3 separate regions of the Hordeum vulgare genome follow, and all the other regions are linked to region 2. A link is a contact called in public Hi-C data. All regions are on one chromosome and are shown on one strand. The core of a region is the stretch at or near the end of the contact, and the rest is flanking DNA. Distances in the headings are between cores, read along the strand shown. Region 1 holds the start of LOC123452558 (WPP domain-associated protein-like). Region 2 holds the start of LOC123452564 (accelerated cell death 11). Region 3 holds the start of LOC123452562 (CCR4-NOT transcription complex subunit 9-like).

The links. Hi-C and Micro-C count contacts between places; a contact is called where the count stands out from the background.
Region 1: a contact with region 2 is called in a Hi-C map of seedling, with 2.0 times the contacts expected there. The contact joins the promoter of LOC123452558 here to the promoter of LOC123452564 in region 2. A contact is called at or near these places in 2 of 6 Hi-C or Micro-C datasets (leaf and seedling).
Region 3: a Hi-C map of seedling shows a contact between it and region 2, with 3 times the contacts expected there. The contact joins the promoter of LOC123452562 here to the promoter of LOC123452564 in region 2. A contact is called at or near these places in 2 of 6 Hi-C or Micro-C datasets (leaf and seedling) and 1 of 1 datasets of contacts at active chromatin or transcription factors (embryo).

The regions. Positions count from the first base shown.
Region 1 is chr5H:541,047,507-541,051,503 of MorexV3_pseudomolecules_assembly, forward strand. LOC123452558 (WPP domain-associated protein-like) reads right to left here and starts at 1,298. Exons shown (of 6, transcript XM_045129224.1): 1 at 900-1,298; 2 at 1-130. The coding sequence starts at 938.
Region 2 is chr5H:541,270,130-541,274,368 of MorexV3_pseudomolecules_assembly, forward strand. LOC123452564 (accelerated cell death 11) reads right to left here and starts at 2,791. Exons shown (of 4, transcript XM_045129235.1): 1 at 2,439-2,791; 2 at 1,328-1,500; 3 at 1,026-1,171; 4 at 313-663. The coding sequence starts at 2,633. The coding sequence ends at 557. It overlaps LOC123452563 (zinc finger CCCH domain-containing protein 16), which reads left to right and starts at 3,018. Exons shown (of 9, transcript XM_045129232.1): 1 at 3,018-3,373. The coding sequence starts at 3,053.
Region 3 is chr5H:541,123,559-541,127,467 of MorexV3_pseudomolecules_assembly, forward strand. It overlaps LOC123452562 (CCR4-NOT transcription complex subunit 9-like), which reads right to left and starts at 2,517. Exons shown (of 9, transcript XM_045129229.1): 1 at 2,187-2,517. The coding sequence starts at 2,387.

The sequences.
Region 1 (3,997 bases), core at 48-2,547, 220 kb before region 2:
CAAAGTAGCTCTCAGTGCTGGAGTTGGACTTGAAGGACAACCTCGGCGTGAGCGAATCTTCGGATGTTACAGACCAGCCGTCTGGAACGGTTGGTCTGTTGGGCAGAGAGGTCATTCTTTCACTAAACACCTGCAGACGTTTTTTTAAAAGATTTGGTTTAACATCAGATGGGAAGTAAACAGTTTGACACAAATTTGAATCTTGAAATTAAATTAAACTAGCCAACACAGGATGACAGGAACAATCTTAACTGAACCGATAAGTGAATATACTAGTAGTATCATTTGATTTAAGCAGTTCATTGACATATGTGATTAAATAGCGCTGTGAGTTCTGAAGAACTGACAACAGCCAGTCGTTGGGCACAGTTGTGTGAGAATATAATCAACATAAAACTGATAACTAATTGTCGCATATTCCAGGAGTAGCACGACGATGCTGGATTAGAACTGCCGCCCCCAAGGTGGCCAGACTAGTGGGTGAAAAATTGAAATACTCAAAACTGTATGGAAACTTTAAAATTGTTTGGTCCAAAGCACCAGATGAACATAGAAAGGAGCTCCTAAACAGTGGAAGGCAGTTGCTAATTCGTCAAATACTTGGTCGAAATCCCAAGTTCAAATTCAGTTCCCGTGGAAAGAAACTGAAAATCAGAAACCCCTGACATGTTGATGTTTATATAGACGAAATGAAGCAGAAATGTTTGATTGATTCAGAACAGAGGAAACACCTGACCTCTACGTGTGAGAGAAAAAGGATACATTTCATGGTGATTATACGGTGCTTGGAAGAAATGAAAGCGCTCGAACCCTCGCCACCTTATGTGCGGAACGAGCAGGCAGGGCATGAACAGAAGAGAAGAAAAAAACAGAGCAGCAGCGACTCGGACGGCGCATACCTTGGTGACCGGATGCCTCGCCGGCTGGATGGCCTCCATGGCGGCCGCGCGATGGCGGTTTAACCGGCTGACTTTCTGGCGCGCCAACACCGCAGCCTAGCGCTGATTCGCGGCTGCTCCGGCGTCCAGGTGGGCACGCACTAACCGGCACCAACGAACTACCGGGTCGTACAGGAGACAGGGGCCGCCATTATTGGGGTGGAGACTCGGGGAGGAGTGGGATAGAGGGGATAGGCGGAGGGAGGACGGGAGGTGATGGCGACGGAGAAGGAAGGGAGTGAAGCGCGGTTAATGCGCGAGACAGCGACCGCCGCGGGGAAAAAGCGTATGAGGATAACACCGGGATGGTGGTTAGCCCGGGGCGGGGGAACGGATCGCCGGCGCGTCGCCAGGTAGGTGGCGACGGACGGGGCTGGCGGCCGCCGGCGGGGCCCGCCTCCGGCGAGATGTAGACGGGAGGGAGGGAAACGGTCCGGAGTCCACTCCGTGGTGGCCCTTCAGGTTGGCGGGGGCTTCGGTTCCGTTTTCCATCCGGTCGTACATCGCCACGCTTATCACGCCTGCCCCGCGATGTACATCGCCGCCGCTTATTAATCGGTTAATTAACTTTTTAACCAACAACTAATCAATCGTCGGTTAATTTTTTGATGGTATGGTTGGTTTAAATTGATGTACTTTTGGGTCAAGAAAATCCGGGCCTAACTATAAAGGAAGGTTCACCAGAAATATAAAACTGATGATGTTTTTGATGATTAATTTCAAAACACTAGTAGTAAATCAATAATAGTGATTCTTTATTAAAATCAATTGTGTTTATTCCACCCATGAACCCTAGAAATATACTCCCTCCATTTTTAAATATAAATCTTTTTAGAAATATCACTACGGACTACATACAAAGTAAAATAAATATATATATTTTTTAAGATATGTCTATATACAAGTCCGTAGTAGAATCTTTAAAAAAAGGCTTAAGTCTTATATTTAGGAACGGGTAATATGTAATAACGGGTCTTCAACAACAACAAAATTTCTCGTTGGTCAATGTCTTGTTTTATATAACCAACCAAATGGCCGTTTATAATCATATTGGCACAGGTAAAACTACAATTTATCCTATACCTCATATATCATGAGACAAGCTTTTCATCACTAAACATCCAAATTTGTGGATGTGATACACCGATGTTTTATCTAAGGATTGGATCCAACGGGGGTAGGCTGCACAACATCGAGCCTTAGTAATGAGCCGTGAATCAGTTCGGACCAAGATGATACCAAGACAAGGCACCGCTACCAAAAGGTCACAAAGGAAAACAAAATATTGTCGAGGCAAAATACAAAATAGTATGAGTTAAGATCGATGTAGTCCGAAGAAAGTGGATCAAATTCTTGTTGATATTTTATTTGAGATGTTAAGGAGACACAAGGGAAATAAGAGAAAGGCAGAAATAGTTGATTTTACATTTTTATGATCATGTTGAGGCTGGACACTACTTACTTCATTTCAGGTGGTGAAACTCTTCCTGTAATAAGATTACCTAAGGACTTATCACCCTGTGTTTTTTATAGAATCGTTCTACAATTTTGTGGTAGCCATGGTTTGATCATATAGCCCCGCAAAAATAATAGTACTCCCTATGTAAGAAATATAAAACCGTTTAGATCACCCTCTATAATTTTTATCGGGCAAAACATATTATATAGAAATTCATGATAAAGTGTAGCTAGCTTTAAGAACTATATCATTAATTCCAAAACGACATGAATTTTTGGCCGAACGTAGTACATCATCTCTTCATGTTGGATGTGGAGACACGCATGTTAACGCAGTGCTGGCGTTTAGGTGAGGAAACAATAACAACCCATATAACCAATTCAACATGAGACAAAGCATGTGCGTAGAATGAAACGAACATATATTCGTAATTTAAAAGGTTGGTGCATGTATAGAGCCCGATCTGAACAGTTGTCATTCGTCATTTTGACGACGCGGCCAGTCAGTTGTCACAGGGGGGCAATCATAGAGTAGCAGCAATGCAAGTCGATGATGGGAGCATTCTTGTCTGTGGAGGGAATTTGTTTAGGTCGGAGAGAAACGCAGCGCTGGTGGCTTGCTCTCGCTCTTGTGACGGCCGGGAAGGTGCCGTCTGCTGTTTCGAGGATTATCTCAAACTAGCAGCATCATGTACAGCCATGTTGCATGGTTGATTGGTATGTACTCCCTCCGTTTCTAAATATAAGTCTTTCTTTTTAAAGATTTCACTAGTGAACTACATACGGATATATATAGACATACTTTAGAGTATAGATTCAATCATTTTGCTCCGTATGTAGACCCTTAGTGAAATCGCTTAAAAGACTTATATTTAGGAACGGAGGGAGTAGATTATTATGTTACCCTCCCCGTCTCATAATACAAGAGTTAGAGCATCTCTAGCAGACCTAAAACCACGACTATACGGATTTGGCTCGATTTTTGGGCCATATCAGGCCCCATTAGTCAGCCCGGCCCGGCCAATAAATAGTTTATAGCGACATGGAAATAAACCCCTCGGTGCAATATATATTCGGGTCCGCAACCGCACACGGGTCGAAATTCTATCCCCCGCCATCGTGATTCTCCACCCTCCCCCCCCCCCCCTTGATTTCTCACCACCGGTGACATAAATCCACAACCCACCCACCGATTCGCCATGATGTGGGCCGGGATGTGGAGCTCTGGCCGGGCAGTGGGGACGATCCCGAGCGGAAGCGTTGCGTTGCCTTCGACGTAACGAGGAAGTGGTCCGCCCGACGGTATACCAACCAAGGCCTTGAGCCGCTGGCATCTCTCCTCGCTGCGAGACAAAGGAGTACGACCGACGTTGCGGGTAGCTCCTTCGGTGCATGCAGCCCACGCACGCCGCTGTCGTCGATCAAGAGGGAAGCGAAGGAACTCCCGCCTCTCCACACGGTGAAGAGGGAGCACGAGGCGGAGCGGCCGCGTGTCGAAGTCGTCGGGGTGGAGGACTACCCCCCCCCCCCCCCTCTGAGGCAGTTGCCATCGAGGCGACGATTCTCGCGCGCAGTAAGCGGGAGGAGGAGGAGGAGGTGGT
Region 2 (4,239 bases), core at 1,541-4,040:
AGTTCTTTAATAAAATAGACATACTTTAGAGTATAGATTCATTTATTTGGCTCTGTATGTAGCCCTTTAATAAAATAGACATATTTTAGAATATAGATTTACTTATTTTGCTTGTAGTCCTCTAACAAAGTCTTTTAAGATTTATATTTAGGAATGGATGGAGGACATTGTATGTTTGGTTCGCCATGGTAGAATATATAGGGGTTTATCTTGTTCGGCATGGTAGAACATCGGCCTTTATCTAAATCACCAAATGTTGGACGTGTACACACAAAAAGTTGCAAGCACTAGAAATGTTCTGATCAGACTATATTCTCAGAATCATGCGTTGCAGGTAGCATTTCAGTTTAACAGCTTACAGATAAGCTGGAATTTCAGGTTTGTAACAATGGCTCCCGTATCCACCCATCCAGAACCTCCACGGCAGCACGGCTTATTGAATTTTCGTTACAACTCCGGACTCTCAAACTCAAACACCAAGACCAGCTACAGTTATTTGAGGGCACGGCACACCATCCGATCGCATTAGTACATTGGAAGTCTGTATAGGCTTTGCTCACCAGTCTAGTCCTAAATTACTCGAGGTGAAGAGGTCTTCGACGTAGAGAATCACTTGTCCGGACGACCTGACGAAACTCTGCATTTGAGCCCTTGCCGAATTTTCTGCAAGGTTTACCCGAGATCAGAATTATGTGACATCAAGACGAAGAAACTAAGATATCTGTATTCTTGACATATTACATCCCAATTTTGTTTTTCTTTATGAAACCTAATCAACTTTTTTTTTAAACATGAACTTTGCATATGACCTGTTCTCATGCAAGCAAACATCTATACAAACAAACAATTAGATCAATGCTTCTAAGGCAACCAAAAGCAATGCGATCTGATCATGCCAGCAAATAATGTGAGTTGTTTGCTTGGCATGGAAGTTCAGATCAAGGACATGCATAAACTACATAAGAGGTAAATCAGTAAGTATTCTGGAGATCAGCAGTAAGTATTCTGGAGATCAGGACACTCACCATCTTCATTCAGTTTTTTCAGGAGCTGCGACTTGGAAGGTAGGGCGTACATTCCAGCACCAACTGCTTTCCTTATGGCCCAGCCATGGTGAGGAGCAAACACCTGAGCATAAGCCTTTGTCGCTGCGTCCTTCAGGGAGTTGCCTCTGAAACAAAAGAGATCGTGCCCATTCAGATAACATTTACTCAACAGGCATCTAAGAGTAGCAAACTAAAGGGCTGTCTGACAACATAATGTAAGTTCTTTTTAATCACAACATAATATAAGTGACAGCACTATCCCGTTTGCAACTTGAACTTACTCTGTGACCAATATCTGCTCAAACAGAACTTTCACCATATCAATCCCACGCTTAACCCTCAGTAGATTCCTCGTATGGCTCCCCGGCTGCCTAACAGTGCCCTTCTGAATGTCAAGCTCAACCATGGAGGGCAATGTCGAAATCGTCTTGGATGCCTCCAGTAGATCATTAACCTGCAGCCACGTAAGACAAAGTAGTCAGACAAGATCGCCAAACAAAAGCCTTGAAAAAGGGGATGCTACGATTAACTAGGTAATCGATGGCCTGGCCCCAAGACAGTCATCAAACACGCATGAGTATATGAGGTTTTTGTAACAAGATAGCATGTGAAATCCGAAATGGCTGAACATTTTGTTTGCTATATAAGCAGTAGTACTAAAATAAGCGCAGAAGTAGATTGGAACTTCCAACACCTCAAGCATACATCAGAGCAAGCATCTCACAATACTAGCTGAAATAGATAACCAGATCCTTATGTGCACACAATAGTTCCTGGCTTGATCAGGTTGAAAATTTATGAGACCGTCTCGCCCTAAACAAGTCCAGGGGATCACCACAATTACCTTAAAAACAGAGATGTATACAATTAAAGGAGCAGTACTAACTCAAGTGCAGAAGTGAATAGGATTCCCTACACCTGAAGCGTACACCGCAACAACCATAGCACACAGTTAGCAAAATTAGACAGTCCTAACCCGATGAAGCACCCAATAATTGCTGCTTGATCCAGTTCAGAAATTGACAGAACATTTCACCGAAACATCCTATCCTCAAACTGAAGTAGATCAACACAATCACCTCACCACATGGAGTATGCACAGCTATGCAGGGTAGCAATCGAAAACGAATTCAAACAGAACTTGCCAAGTCGATCTGGCTGAGAATTTCAGATCATTTCGCCCCAAACCTTTCTCAGCTTCACACAAACCAATCAATGCCCCGGAAATCACCAGAAATTTTACCACACACAAGCACAACGAAGCAGCATACCGAACAACCGACTCGCCCTAAGCAGCCGAGGGCCCCAACCGGGGGAGGAATCGCGGGACGCGAGCTAGAGCAGAGCAGGTCGCGGGGGAGGGGAGGGGGGCAGAGCAGGGGCGGGGCTTGCCTTGGCGACGTAGTCCATCTCGGCGAACTTGAAGGCGATGCCGAGGCAGCCGAAGAGGACGGAGACGTTGGAGCAGGCGCGGGAGAAGTCCCCCGCCGCCATCGCGGGCTGCTGCTGCTGCTTGGCGATGGCCGCGAGCTGCTCGAACGACGCGCCGATCCGCCGCAGCGGCTTGTCCGCCTCGTTGGACCCCATCGGCCGGTCTCCGCCGCCGCCGGCGTCCGCCGCGCTTGGAGGTTCTAGAGCTTGGGTGGCGTCGGCGTCTGGGCTGATGAGCTGTGCTCTTTTTTTTTCCCTCTCCCCCCCTCTCTCTGTGGTGAGATGCCTCGTTCTTTTGGTGGTTGTACGCGTTGTTGTGTGAAGAGGGCGACGGCGATGACGGCGAGGTTTTGGGGTCGGCCGGTCCTCTGATGGGCCTGAAAGTGGGCTCGGGCCATCTTGGACCATTCTCTTCTAGGCCCATGCGATTCTAAGAAAAACAAAATGCAAGGCCCATGAAACGTAAGTACGTTTATTTGGGGGCCTTCGATAGACAAAGCCCTAAAACACTTTTCTGAAAGAAAAAAAACCAAGAGGCCGAGGGGGTGGATCGAGGAGCTTCCGTCGGAGCGCCCATGTCCACGGCGGCCGCTGATCTCCCGGCGGCGTCTACGAGGAGCGAGAGGCGGAAGGAGCGGAAGAAGCAGCGCCGCCGGCGCGCGCGTAGGGAGGCGGCGGCGGCCGCGCGGGCTGCGGCAGAGGCGCTCGCCGCCGACCCAGAGGAGGGGCGCCGCCTCCGAGAGCTCGAGGAGGCCGAGGCCGACGCGTCCGACCGCGCCCGCCGCGCCTTTGAGGACGCCGAGCGCCGATGGCTCGAGAAGGCCGCCTCGCGTGCCGCCGAGGAGGCGGCTGCGGAAGAAGAGGCGTGTGCCGCCGAAGCTTCCACGCGCGATAAGGTCTCCTGCTACTCTCACTTACCCCAGTGCCTTGGCTCCTTCAACTGAACTAGAGTATTTTACCAGTTGCTTGCTTGCTTAAAGCTTAGGACATGTACGTACTCCGTTTCTATATCGTCGATGAACCTGCACACCATAGCATAATTTGCACAACAATGGACGGTCTAATTGACATGAACAACACTTGTCGGATGTTGGTGCTTGCTGCCTTCGATGCGAATTGTCACTTAACAATAGCATAATGAAAATTATATCAGTGTTCATGGAGATGATTCGAATATGATTTTGATAATAAGAAGCCAAAGAGGATAATCAGGAAGAAGTAGAAGAAGAAGCAAAGTTTAGGGGGAAAATCTACACATTGATGGAAAAGAAGAGGGTTGTCCTTGCCATCTGTTTGAGCCCGTCGGGATGCCCCGGACCTGAGCTAGACTTGTATGCATAGTTCAAAAAAGCGCTAGGTGTTAATTGTGCGTTTTGCCACCGCCTTGCGCTTTTCTGTCCAAAGCGCATGCTTATGCGCAGATTAAGCACAGTTATGCGCTAGGCGTTTTGCTATCGCCACTTAAGCACTCGCTTAGGCACGCCTTTTTTAACTATGCTTATATGCTTCCACGTGATGCTGTTCATCTTACCCCATTTCAGTTCCCCACTCCTTGGTAGTTCATTGTTTATAAGGAAACTCATGCTTGGTCCATGGCACGTGACTTTACAGATTCTGATTGTCGATCGGATATTTTTGTTCCTATCCTCTTGATACATCATATATGCATGTTGTTTGATAACTCAATGCATGTGTTCATCGAAAATGTTATACTAGCTGGTGAAATGTTTGAGAATATGTTACGTTCTAATGGGTCCTGGTT
Region 3 (3,909 bases), core at 1,267-3,766, 150 kb before region 2:
TATTTTAGTGATCTATAAACGCTCTTATATCAGTTTACGGAGGGAGTATATCATAATAAAAGCTACAAAGATCACGTACCAAACCCTACTTGCTTTCGCTACACATCTACAAGTCTACAACAAACTAAGGGACTGCACAAAATCACCCAATTCTCGTCATACTGCAGACATGAGCAGGCAGAGTTGGACTGAATTACCCAACACCACAAGCTAGTCATGGAATCGCCCTGGGGAGATAGGAGAGCAACATTTCCATAACAAGCATGGACCAACGATAACAGGGAAAGACGGGCGCGCACTGATCTGTACCCTAGAACCTAGATCACCACGTGAGCCGATTTACCCATGGAGAACTGCCCTGAAGCTGACATCAGATAGATCATCAGGGTCCCCAATCTACTTCCGCCTAGGCACAACATTGCATCACCAAGGTCGCAGCTTTACCAGCCACCACACGGCACACACAGATCCCCCGATTCGCCACCACAAATCCAACCCTTAAACATCCACCAGACAGCTACAAGCGCGAATTTTTCCTAAACGGGGAGAGCTAGAGGGGGTTGGGTCCTCCGCGGCGGGGAGGGTGGGGGGCGGGAGGAGGAGGCGACCTTGGAGAGCTCGAGGAGGGCGTTCTCGCGCAGCTCCGGGTCGCAGAGGTCGAGCACGAGCTGCTCCGCGGACACCATCTTCCGGTCCCTGCCCCCGGCGGGCGGCGGCGCGGCCGACGAGCCGGACGAGGGCGGGAGCGGGGGCGGCGAGGGCGCCCCGAAGGAGGGCCCGGCGGCGAGGGACGGCGGCAGATTCGCCATTGAGGACGGGGAGCGGAGGGGGCAGTGGCGTGAGGGAGGGAGCAAAAACTGAGGAGGCGGTCGGGAGGAGGAGGAGGAGAGGGGGCAGAGGTTATACCAGAAGCGGTATGCTACGAGGAGGGGCAGGACAGGGAATCGGCGGCGGTTTCCCAACTTTGCTGCTTGTCTTCAAACGGGGATGACACATTTTCCATGGCCGTCCTCCTCGGCGCCTTGCTGCCATGGCGTCACACGCGCCCCGGAAGCCGCCATGGCGGCCACGCCTGAATCCGGCCGGACTCGCCGGTGGGCGCTTGTCCCACTCCTTCCTTCCTCGGCGCACCAGCTCAGCCACCTAACGCTATCTCTGTTGTTTTGCGGGGCTCCGTCGACCTCACGCTTCGTGAAGCTTATTGTCTCACACGAAACAAACATTGTCCGCATCGATGGATTCGTGCTTGTTCATGCGTGCCTTGTTCATTGTGGTGTGTTGAGCTGTATCTCTTGAACCTACATATGTGTGGGGCATATGCATCCAACTACGAACAAGAACTAACGTACGTCCCTGTCTAAAAGGTCTTACAGAAGTGAACAGAAAGAGTACTTGAGATAGAAGAAATGCCAATATGCAAAAGAATATGCCCCGTCAAAACGTCCTTCTCACCAAGTACATACTTCCCCATTCCAAAATTAATGACTTGAAAATAACTCAATTTTGTATTAAATTGGGACGGAGGGAGTACATGGCAAGCAAGGTATTCGGAGTTGACGTGTATAAGATGGTTGAGTATTTAGGGTTGACGGATAAAGGATGATTGATTGTTCCACCTGTCACCAGGCATGCAAAGGTGTGAAGCGATATAAAAAGGGAGAGAAACGATGCACGTTTTTTATGTGTGTGCATGCATGGACTTCATTCTCGTCATGCTCCAGATATGAGCAGACAGAATTGCATTGAATTACCCAACATACCGCCAGCTAGTCATTGAATCGCCATCGGGGAGGGGGGATCAGAAAACACAATTTCCATACCAAACATGAAACAAGGAGTAGGAGGGGAAGACGGGCATGCATTGATCTATACCCTAAAACCTAGATCACCGGGTGAGCAGATTTACCTACATAACCGCACAACAGCTCGCATCAGATAGATCACCAAGGTCCCCAATCTAATTTTGCCTAAACACAACATTGCATCACCAAGATCGCATCTTTACCAACCACCACACAACTCATACAAGACCCCTGATTCCCTCACCGTAAATCCGATCCTTAAATACCCACCACAGAGCTATAAATGCAAAAAATTCCTCGACGGGGAGGGCTAGAGAGAAGTGCATAGAAGTGCAAAAAAATTCGGTGGGAGGGAGGAGGCCGGGGGGGGGGGGGGGAAGAGACCTTGAAGAGCTCGAAGAGGGCTTTCTCACGCAGTTCTGGGTCGCAGATGTCGATCGCGAGCTGCTCTGCAGACACCATATTCCAGTCCCTCCCGTCGACGGCCGGCACCGCGGTCGACCACCCGGGTGGAGGCAGGAACGGGGGCGGGGAGGGTGCATCAAAGGAGGGGGTGGTGGCGAGGGACGGCGACAGATTCGCCATTGAGGAGAGGAGGGTGTAGTGGTGTGAGGGAGAAAAAACCGATAAGGTGGTCACGAGGAGGAGAAGCGGCTCTGCCCCTAAAGGGCCAGGTTATATTAGCAACAGTATGCTACGAGGAGGGGCGACACATGGGATCGACAGTTGTTTCCCAACTTTGCTACTTTGTCCTTAAATGGATGAAATATTTTTTCAACCATCTTTTTAATGCCTTGCTATGGTATCACACACATCCTAAAAGCTGACATAGCAGTCACGACATGTTCGGTTGGACTAGCCGGTGGATCTATTTTACTAGCCGTCCTTTCTAATGCCTTGCAATGGTATCACACGCATCCTAGAAAGCCGTCATGGGAGCCAAGGCATGAATCCGACTGGACTCGTGATCCATTTCTCTAGTCGTCCTTTATAATGCCTTGTTATGCTATCACACGCATCCTAGAAGTCGGCACGGCAACCAGGGCATGGATCCAGATGGACTTTACGATGGACACTTTTTCCATTCCTTCTCGCCCACCATCCAGATGGACTTTACGATGGACACTTTTTCCATTCCTTCTCGCCCACCATCTCCCCACTGAACGCTTTTCCTGTTGTTTTTTCCGATCTTCATTGATCTAACATTTCCTGAGAAATGTACCTTCTTTGTGGAGGTCGTTGTATGCCTTCGTTTTGTGCAGATCTATGTCATGCACGTCGAGTGAGTGCGCGTGTGTCGTGCAAGCGTTCAGGGACAAAGACAAAGCTGACATGCGGGTCTCGTTGTCATTGACATAGATAGATAGGAGAGAGAAAGAGCTCGAGCGCAAGGTTGGGCGTTGGATCAAGATCTGATGGTCGCGATAAAATGGAGGCGTACAATTTGGCTTAAGTGGTTGGGGTTGTGAGCACTTGCACTACTAGGAAAACCCCTATAGGTAACCACTTAGTAGTGGCGCTGCCTATCTGACTAGCGCTACCGCTACTTAGTAGTAGTGTAGGTTCAAATCATGCGCTACAAGTAAGGCGTAGTAGTAGCATGGGAACAATGGCCCTGCGCTAGTGCTAAGTGGACACCATCGTGCCACCTCCCCCCTACGGATATGTAGTAGTGGCATATAGTCTCTAAGTGTGACTTTGGTAAGTAATGACAATCTATATGATCTATTGCTTCCAGTGAGATATATTTGAAGGTATAGTACATAGGTGGTGCCTTAAGGATGATTGCCTTAAAGATGAAGATTTGCTCTTAAGCTTTGGTATTGAATGACAATTCCTATGGAGCATCAATGGAATTGTATATTATATGAACAAATGTTCCATAGTGATGCATGAAGCATGTTCGATTTCTGTGTGAAGAGTTCCATTAGAAGCCTCTCAAAGAAGTCCTCGTGGTATCCTCTCTGCTTACCCGATGCACACGGGGTCGAGGGGTCGTGCCTACGGGGTCTAGTTAAATATCTCTAGACACCTCATGAGCACGGGATTCTTGACCCATGTGCACACGAGGTCGAGCGTTAAACTCTCTGGATACCCCGTGCGCACG